2 separate regions of the Xenopus laevis genome follow, and region 2 is linked to region 1. The links are chromatin contacts, called in public Hi-C maps. All regions are on one chromosome and are shown on one strand. The core of a region is the stretch at or near the end of the contact, and the rest is flanking DNA. Distances in the headings are between cores, read along the strand shown. Region 1 overlaps LOC108718845 (cytoplasmic dynein 1 intermediate chain 1). Region 2 holds the start of dlx5.L (distal-less homeobox 5 L homeolog).

Region 1 (4,834 bases), core at 699-3,198:
TGGGATGCAAAACTTCTATTCAGGCCTCCCTCCAAAGGGTTAAAGTGACTGCTAATAAGTGAAATGAAATGAATCTGGAATAGTTTACTGGCTCTTTCCTTGCCTTTGTGGTTGGTAGCCCAAGTCAGCACTGGCTGCCTGTAATACTGAAAATTAGTAGCTCAGACCAGCAGCCTCTTCCAGACAGGTGGGAATTACTGTATATAGGAAGTGCGGGTAATGCCAGCTTTGGGTGCTCATATATATATATATATATATATATATATATATATATATATATATATATATATCCCCAGTCTATTCTGAAGAAACCATTTTTTACAATTTCATGGAACAATGTTTCCAAGCTGTTTTTCTATACACCCATCTGGCAGTCTAGAGATATAGATATCCAACAGCAGTTTTGGGATTATTAAATGAGGGACCTCGCATCTGACCCGTAAATTATTGGCATTGATGCTTTTATTAGTACCTGAATCAGGCTGGGATATTTTCAGCAATGCTGGTATAAAATCAGCTGTATGGATACACTCCCTACTAAATAAATATATAAAATATATAAATAATAAACGGATGAAGGATCAGCGCACTCTGGAAATAATGAACAAATGCTCTTTTATTATTAATACAGCATCTTATCCAATGTTTTGGTCCCACTTGGTTGTTATATTACAACCATTGGTCACGCACCTCTGGACGTCTGTAGTTTGAGTGCAGGCACTTTCGGGTTATTTATATATATATTATATATCTATATATATAATATTTATATATATACTGGAGTGCGGATTGCGGTTCAGTTTGTTATTTGCAAACCTGTTTATGAGCAGCACCCAGGCATTTTCTTTTGGTTTGGTGATGCACCAGCTCTGGACTTTTAAATATACAAATATATATACTGTATATATATATATATATATATATATATATATATATATTATATATATATATATATATATATATATATATATATATATATATATACATACACATACATAATATATATATATATATATATTGAGTGATATATATATATATATATATATATATATCTTCCCTTTTATATGGTATATATATAAGCTATGTATATAATTCATGTGATTTAGTTGTATAATCACATTTACTTTACAGTGCTACGCAATATGTTGGCGCTATATAAATACATGTTAATAATAATAATGGTATAAGCTGAACAAATCCCCCTGGGGACCCTAATAAAAATGTAACGTGCATGTGTCTATTAGTGTCCCAAACTGGAGGTGATCTGCTTAGTTTAGTCTGCTATTTCTATTTCCTAAAAAAAAAGGCAATATCTGTAAAATAAAGACATTGCCTTTAAACCCTTCACTGCTGTGGGCTTTAGAAACTCCACGCATTATCATTGCTGGCAGAAAAATGCGGGTAGCATTGAGTTTTCCTTTATTCCCTGTAATCCTTTTCTATCTCTGCCCTTAAATGTCTGTTTATATGTGTTCTGGAGGGTAAGAATGATGCAATAAAGTTGGGAAATCAGCCTTGTTCAGTCTGCTGATGTTGTTGTCGCACTGCAACTCTCTGCGTCCCACCAATAGTCACAGGTGTCAGTGTAACAACAGCTGGAGGGCTGCATGATCTCTGATGCATGACAAATATCTAGCAATTATTTTTATGCCTCTCTATGCCATTTCACCCCCTCGCGTGTAGTGGTACATCCCATTCAGCAGTAATGTTTGGGAATGACTTGGTGGGGACACTGGGTCCTATTTAGCAGCATTGACCCGCCTTAACCCCTTAGGAGCTGCAGTGAGATGAACTCCCCTCCCCAAACCCGCCCCGTACCGACAGGGTTAAGTCCCGGCTCACCTCCGTGTCATTATTGAGGTTCCAGAGATCCAAGCGCCCCATCCCATCCACACAGGCGAAGAGCGCGGGATGCACGGGTGACCACGTGACGTCATAGACATAGTCTGCATTGTCTTCAAAGGAGTAGAGCGGCTTGTTGTGCTGGAAGCAGAGAGAGGAGAAGACTGAGTGGCGCTAGTGCTGCCTCGGGCTGTCTGCTGGCGAGCCTCATTAAACACTTTGCACGTTTGTGGGGGGAAAGAAAAAGAAAATGTGTCATAAAAGTGCTGGGAAGGTGCAATGCGCCCAGTCAGAGCCAGTGTCCCGAGATATAGTAACGTTACAGCACAAGGCAATGGCCAGGGAGACTGGGGGCTGACACACAACACATGAGGGAGGGAAGGGGTTGTTTCTCTCTTTAATGCAATAAAACAGTTGTGACAGGAATCTCTGTCTGGCAGGTACTAGTGAGGTGCCCATTACAGGGGATTTGTGCAAAGGCATCACAATGTGACTTCTCTCAGAATGAATCACGTTCAAAAGCTGGTGAAGCAGCGACTGGTTTCCACATGAGGGGCGAAAGCGATCATTTTTATCATGGCCCAATGCCTCCTTCTCGAAGACAGTCAGCGCCATCTAGCGGCCTATGCGCAAACGTTAACTCGAGGGCAAAGAGTATTTTTAGGTCATTTGGTTTAACCAGTAGTGTCAGGATTTGCTAAGCAGCTGCCACTCAGGGCTTGCCTTACTGAGGCAATGTAACGCTGGAACCGGAGGGAAAACATCTACAACAGTAACAGGATTGACCGGCTCACACCAGTGATGGTCACTCTTCTACCTAAACTTGCCTCATGGAAACCCTGCTTCACTCATGAGACTGACGCCTTGTTTATCTGACAGGAGCAACAATAACAGTCTGAGCATTTCAGCCAAAGCAGTTCACTAAATATCAAAATAGGATGAAGCAAAACGTGACACAACATGGCGTCCTACCACTACATAAAGAGGCAATAAATATTCATAGTTACTAATGTCTGGGGACAGACCCTGGTTTTCACAGATACTGACTGGAAATTTCCCTCCATGGAAATGGATTTTTCAACTGAATAGATCTTACAATAGGGGTAGGGTTGCCACCTTTTCTGGAAAAAAATACCAGCCTATATTTATCTTTTTTCCATATTAATAACATTGGGCTCAAGCATAATTTTTATGGACCAGGCCTGTAAAATACCAGCCAGGTGGCAACCCTAAATAGGGGGGAGATTATTCACTATGTCATTTCAGTGGCATAAGATCAAAGTTACTGGGCCCCGCAGCAAATTAAGTTTTCAGTCCCCTCAAAATGTACAGAAGTTGAACTCTTTTAGCAATACAGACCCTGATTTTCACAGATACTGACTGAAAATTTCACTCCACGGAAATGGATTTTCCAACTGAATAGATCTTACAATACGGGGGAGATTATTTACTATGTCATTGCTCAAAGTTACTGGGCCCTGTAGCAAATGAAGTTTTCAGTCCCCTCAAAAAGTACAGAAGTTGAACTCTTTTAGCAATACATATTGAAAATTGCTCATCATTTAAGTATAAGTAAACCTTAAAAATAAGTGAATGTAAAATTGATGAAGGTGCTATTCTAAGCACTTTTGCAATGTACGTTCATTATTTTTTTATTTTTAATTCCGAGATATTAAAGGATACATGTACTGTTCATATGAATGAATTGTGTTACAACAGCGCCACCTGCTTGTAATTTTCCCAACTTTTTGACCACCAAGTAGTCAAGGAAGTTGTAAGGAGAAAGATGCTGCTCTGATGTTCTGCTTAGGAAAAAATTTGAAAACTTTCTCAAATCTTCCCTAAACAGAAGAATGTCAGAGCAGCCTCTTTCTTTCTCCTGACAACTTCCTTGAAAAAGCAGGTGCTAATTTTTGAATGCCAGGCTTGGAAGCAAGTTTTGGTTACATAAAAACGAAGTATAGTGCCAAGTAGAGCCTCTTGTAGGCTGCCAGTTCACATAGGGGCTACCAAGTAGCCAATCACAGCCCTTATTTGGCATCCCAAGGTTTTCCCCAAATCTTTTTACATTTGAATGTTGCTCACGGTTAGGGTTGCAACCTTTTCTAAAAAAAATTTACCGGCCGGTGGGGGCGAGAACAAAAAGGGGGCGGAGTCACGCACAGTGATGCAAAAGGGGGGCAGCAACACGCTTTTTGAATTATTTCCCTTTTTATGACTCTTTTCAGCTTTCAAACGGGGATCACTGACCCCCCCTCTAAAAATCCAAATGCTCTGTAAGGCTACACATTTATTGTTATTGCTTCTTTTTATTACTCATTTTTCTATTTAGGTGATCTCCTATTCATATTCCAGTCTCTTATACAAATCAGTGCATGGTTGCTAGGCTCATTTTAAATTGCTGCTGAATAAAAAGCTAAATAACACAGAAACCACAAATAATAAAAAATGAAAACCAATTGCAAATTGTCTCAGAATATCACTCACTACATCATACTAAAAGTTAATTTAAAGGTAAGCAACCACTTTAAGGCCTGTATAATCTAAAAGTAACAATACAGGTCTAATTAGTAATTAATTCAGATTCACATCACGTGGCAGCTCAGAAACCAACACATACTGCATTAGAATATAGTAATCAGCCCTGTAGCATCAGCTGCTGTGACAAACCTTAGTATCTGCCTGATATAGATATTATCTGCTTAGCTTCTGCCCAGCACGCACTGAGCATGTGCAGTGTCTCTGACAATCGAAAGATGGCGAGCCCCTGTGGATAGCTATGAACGACTGTGTCCTTACTGTTTGGAGGAGGGGTGTTAAATACTTTGTCAATGTTAAAGGAATATTATTACTGTTTGCTATGGATCACCTTAGAAGGGTTTATCATTGACAATGTACTGTGCTGCAGACTTATTTAGTAATAACTGTAATATTATGTTAATGTTCATAAACATTGTTTTTACACATCCCAGGGGTGTGAATGTGTATTGCA
Region 2 (4,834 bases), core at 1,569-4,068, 510 kb before region 1:
CAAACGCGGCACCGCGCGCATGCGCACTAACCCCCTGCAGCACTCCGGAGCGGCAGCGGCGGCTGGAGGGGGGCCCTGGGGCAGTAGCCCCGGTGGGCCCCATGCCTCCCAGTCCGACCCTGCAAATATGGCAGCGCTCTCATAGAGGAACATGGGGAATCAGATAGGTCATGTAAAAGCATTGGGAAAATACTTTATGGCAAAATTATAAATAGCATGCAAAGACAATATTTTGAAAAAAAAATAAAGTTTAGTCTGTTTAATCTCTAGTGTCACTGAGGGTCATTTATAAACACTGAGCAAATTTGCACCTGGGAAGTAACCGATGGTGCAAGATCCTTGTCTAAGAAAGAAGCTTTTTGTTGAGTGCACAAAACATTTTTTTTTCTGCGTGTTTGTATATATGTACATGGGAGAAGGAGATGCTATACAGCCTGCCCTTTCTTAGCTGTTTCAATTAGAGAGGCACCGAATAGTTATAATATAATAATAATAATAACAGTAATGATAATAATTGTATTATTAGTGCTTTTATTGCTGCTCCTTTATTTAGCTGTTATATCCATTGCAGCGGCGCTGACATCGCTAACAATTCTTGCTTTTGTATAGGCGAACATTAGACTACAGCGAAGCCGTATTTTCGCTAGGTGGCGCTCTCGCTACAGATATGGTGCGTAAATGCAGGAGAATATCGCCCAGTTACTCGCACAGTTTCATACGTGTCAGTGCTCGAAGACCAGTCCATTCTGCATCCCGGATTTGGGGGGAATGAGCACACCGCTTTCTGCCTCTTTTTATCTCCCTTTCTTCTCCTGGCTCTTCTGCTCCCTTCCCAAAAATAAGCACCCAAGCAGTCTATACTCATCGGCTCCAGCGTATGCGCAACAATGTGCGCATTTTCCAATTTGGGAGATATATTTTTTTTCTGATTAAGTAATAATGTTAAATAAACGGAAGACATTGCTCATCTGGACAGTGTGTGTCCCATTAGCCAAATCAACCATTACCAATGGCTCTAGAGCTTTATACTCACATCATATTTTATTGGAAATGACAAAAATAGTTGATTGTTACTTTTTGGTTTTTCTTTTTAATTAATCACAACAAATCTAGAAATATATTAGTATTGTACTGCAGTTGCTGTTTATTCTCTCTCTCTTTGTGTGTGTGTGTGTCATGGAATTTGGGGATATATAAATAATAATAAAATATATATTATTATTAAATGGTTTTGTGTGTATATATATATATATATATATATTTTCCAGGTTTTCTTTCTTCAGTCTCCCATCACCCAGCATGTCCAGTACTACTTAGCCAAAGGAATGTGATAATATATCCTATAAATTGATGAGCAATAACTAGTAATATCCATGCACCCTACTTCAACACCAAAATACCTACAATCTTTGTTGTTTCCTATATAAAGAAATGCAGGAATGTCAGTGTCTCTACAGAGCAGTGAGCGTTAATAAGGGATTTTGTTTAATGTTTTGGGCTTCCTCGTCCATGATATCTCTATATATCACTATATAACACTAGTGACAAGGATATGGTGATGTTAAAATACAGGCAAATGCTTAGACTCAATAGGGTGCATTACTTGAAAACTGAATTGCTATAAAAAAATATAATAAATGGATTATGAATCTGTTTAATTCTAATCATTGCAGAGTGTATGTCTAATTATGTATATATATATATATATATATATATAGTATGTTACATTTCTAAATTTCAGTGCAGACTTTTCCTTCTGTGGCTGTTCTGCTCGTCTCCGCTCTCCCCCTTGCCTGCAGGCAGCAGACTGAATGGATAAAAGATAAGAAGATGTTGCATGCGATTATCTTATGTAAATGTGTCTGTGCATTCACATAACAGGTATCTGGGGATGGTAATGAATTCTCATATAGATCTATACAGATGAGAATTATTCTGCCTTTTTTTCCAGGGAGAGAGGCAAGTGCCTTCTCCATTACCCCATTAACTAATTTGTAGATTTGTTTGTGTAGGGGTCGCCTGATTTGTCGATATAATCACATTACACTGATATATATGTGTATCCACTAAATAAAGGCCAATTGGGGAGTAATTTGATTTAATTGAGTCGGCCAATGTAGCTCCAGATCTCATGCGATGCACCAGCTGCCTCCTGTATTCTGTCTCTGATATGACAAGGGAGGCAGGGATGTTGTTGGATACAAAATCAGGCGGTGGGGACATTATGTACAAAAGCATATAAGGATATCTGGAGCAAAGCCATTTAATAACTGAAAGAAAATATCTCCATTCATTTCTATCATTTGAAGAAATTGAGTCCAGTAATGGGGAACACAGTCTGGGGGGAAATGATCCTATTTGTGAGCAAATGGCTTAATAAGAATGAATACTTGTTGATAAATACTGATAAATAAGGCCCAAGCCTTTGGTGCCTATAAATCGCAAAGTGTCGCCAGTGTGGCAGCCGGTTGACAGACACAGGGATGGTGGGACCGGTGCTCCAGACCTAGAGGAACTGATCGCTCATTTCTGGGGGGGGGTAGGCTGTTGTTGTTGTAGTGCAGCTTTTGTTTTTTCTGAACTAGTTGAACGGGTTGGGGTGTTGCTGTCGCTTGCGACGCTCCTGGCCAATGGCACCAGCAGCCTACTGTGAATGGATCCACCCTACTGTGAGTAATAGCGCAATTGTGCATTTAACCAAGCCTCCAGTCAGCTCCATCCAGCAGAGTGCGCCCAGCCCTCCTCTCTCTCTCCTCCTCCTCCTCACTGATCACTAAGGATCCTTCCCAAGAGCTCACTATTTCAGTGGCAGACCCAGCAGCAGCAGCAGCAGCATGGCCGCCTGATCAGCTTCCCAGAGCCCCCAATGCAGCCAGAGCGCAGCCCCCAGAGCATGACAGGAGTCTATGAGCGGAGAGTCGCCTCCATCCGAGCCAGTGAGTTCCAGAGCATGATGCACCACCCTTCCCAGGATTCCCCGACTCTGCCCGAATCCACGGCCACTGACTCTGGCTACTACAGCCCGGGAGCAGCCGCTGGCCACCCTCACCATGGCTACTGTTCGCCCACTTCGGCCACTTATGGAAAGGCGCTGAATGCGTATCAGTACCAGTACCATGGCATGAATGGAGCAGCTGCAAACTACTCTGGCAAAGCCTACAGCGACTATGGCTATGGGAGCCCTTACCACCCTCACCACCAGTACAGCGGAGCGTATAACAGGGTGCAGCCCCCCAGCACTCAGCCAGGTAAATGGGACCCACTGATGGGAGAGATGATTTAGAGGGATTGGAGAACTGATGCAGTTGGGGTTGAATGGGTTAATATTACAGACTTATATGGGGGAGCCTGGGGCAGTAGCTGGCTGCCATGAATCCCCCCTGAGTCTGGCTTGGGAGCTATTTGTAGCTGTGGTCCCCGGCCTAAAACCAATGTCTCTGCCGCTTCCCTTTAGAACTGAGGCGCCACCAGCCCGCACCATAACAAACCGCAGGGAGATTCCAGCTGCGCGCAAAACAAACAAGCCCGAAATACAGCAGCAGCGCTAATAATCCGTCACACACCGAGCTGGGGGTGCCCCGACTCACAGTAGACAGAGGAGCCGTCACGGGTTATAAATAACATTCACACGCTACCGTTTGTTTTTTTATATCCAATTTAGAAAAGATTTAGGCTGCCTGTCCTATTATCTAGTTGGATCCGATTTTTACAAACCAGCTGTGCCTCGAATTATTTAAAATCCAAGCAAGCGCCAGTTGGCGTTATTTCAGATCTGTGGATATCGCTCAGGCGTATTTGCACCGTGCGCATCGCAGGTACGCGTTTCTGTGCGTCTTGTCGCTGTCAGTGCTGGGCCCCAGCGAGAGGGCATCACAACTGGCGATTGCTACGGTAGAAAATAATCCTATGCTGGGGGGGGGGGTAGTTTGTGGCAATGCTGGAATTATGGATCCAGATATCATTCATTTTGGAGGGAGTGAACCCTACTTTGTTCCTATACTCCGATGTGTTTGTATCTCGCCTGTACCAGACATTATTGTTTTTTTACGAAGTCCCCCAACTGCCAGTTTGTACTTGGAGTGTAAATTTGGTATGTGAAATTATTTCTCCTTGATCAGTCTGCGCCTGAACTGCTGCACTTTTAACTGGCTGCCCATTATGTGGGGGGGGGGGTTATCCTATTTTAATTTAATTCGGTGCTGTGCATCTCATACCAGGCCTTGAGAGTCACCCCATCAGGTGTGAGATCTGTTGACTCAAACGGGCCCTCCACCCAATCACTGATTTTTTAATCTATTTTTTTGCACAGCGAAAGTAAATATAATTCCAATTCATTAAAAAAAAGGCCATGGGTTTTAAGGTTATTTGTAAAATGTAATTGCTGCAGAAAACAACATCTGGTTATTTTATGTGGCTGTGACTCTGGCAACAATGTGACAGGTAAAGTTCTTGTTCGGGTGTTAATCACCCGGCAGCAGTGTTTCAGGAGTCAGCCTATCAGCAACCAGACACACAGCGCTATTCATAGAAATGACATTTACAAATCACTTCTAAACTATTCAAAATCGTCATTAATGTATTTATTTGTTTTGAACATTTCTAGAGTTGCACTTACTTGTATTATGCGAAAACCAGTTTTTTTTTTTGGGTAGGGATCAAGTTGAATCCCAGTTTCATCTTTTATTATTATATTGGGGGGTCTGACAGGTTTGTGGGCGCACATGTGGTTGTGTATCCAGCCCTGGGTGCAAGTGTGTGCGTGGGACAGATTGGGTGATGTGGCTGTGATTGTGGGAGGGGGTGTCAGTGCCAGACACAGAGGAACAAACCTTTC

The links. Hi-C and Micro-C count contacts between places; a contact is called where the count stands out from the background.
Region 2: a contact with region 1 is called in a Hi-C map of animal cap, with 11 times the contacts expected there. The contact joins the promoter of dlx5.L here to the enhancer-like site in region 1. A contact is called at or near these places in 3 of 4 Hi-C or Micro-C datasets (the XL177 cell line, the XTC cell line and animal cap).

Annotation. Positions count from the first base shown.
Region 1 is chr6L:33,374,920-33,379,753 of Xenopus_laevis_v10.1, reverse strand. It overlaps LOC108718845 (cytoplasmic dynein 1 intermediate chain 1), which reads right to left. Exons shown (of 20, transcript XR_005961759.1): 17 at 1,843-1,983. Among protein-coding and RNA genes, the nearest start is that of slc25a13.L, 150 kb to the left of the region's middle. Within about 2 kb of position 1,948, at least 4 of the 7 cell types and tissues checked have an H3K27ac peak or open chromatin away from gene starts, as enhancers often do. A contact at or near this core is called in animal cap, where this site is marked.
Region 2 is chr6L:33,885,816-33,890,649 of Xenopus_laevis_v10.1, reverse strand. It overlaps dlx5.L (distal-less homeobox 5 L homeolog), which reads left to right and starts at 2,818. Exons shown (of 3, transcript NM_001090564.1): 1 at 2,818-3,248. The coding sequence starts at 2,894.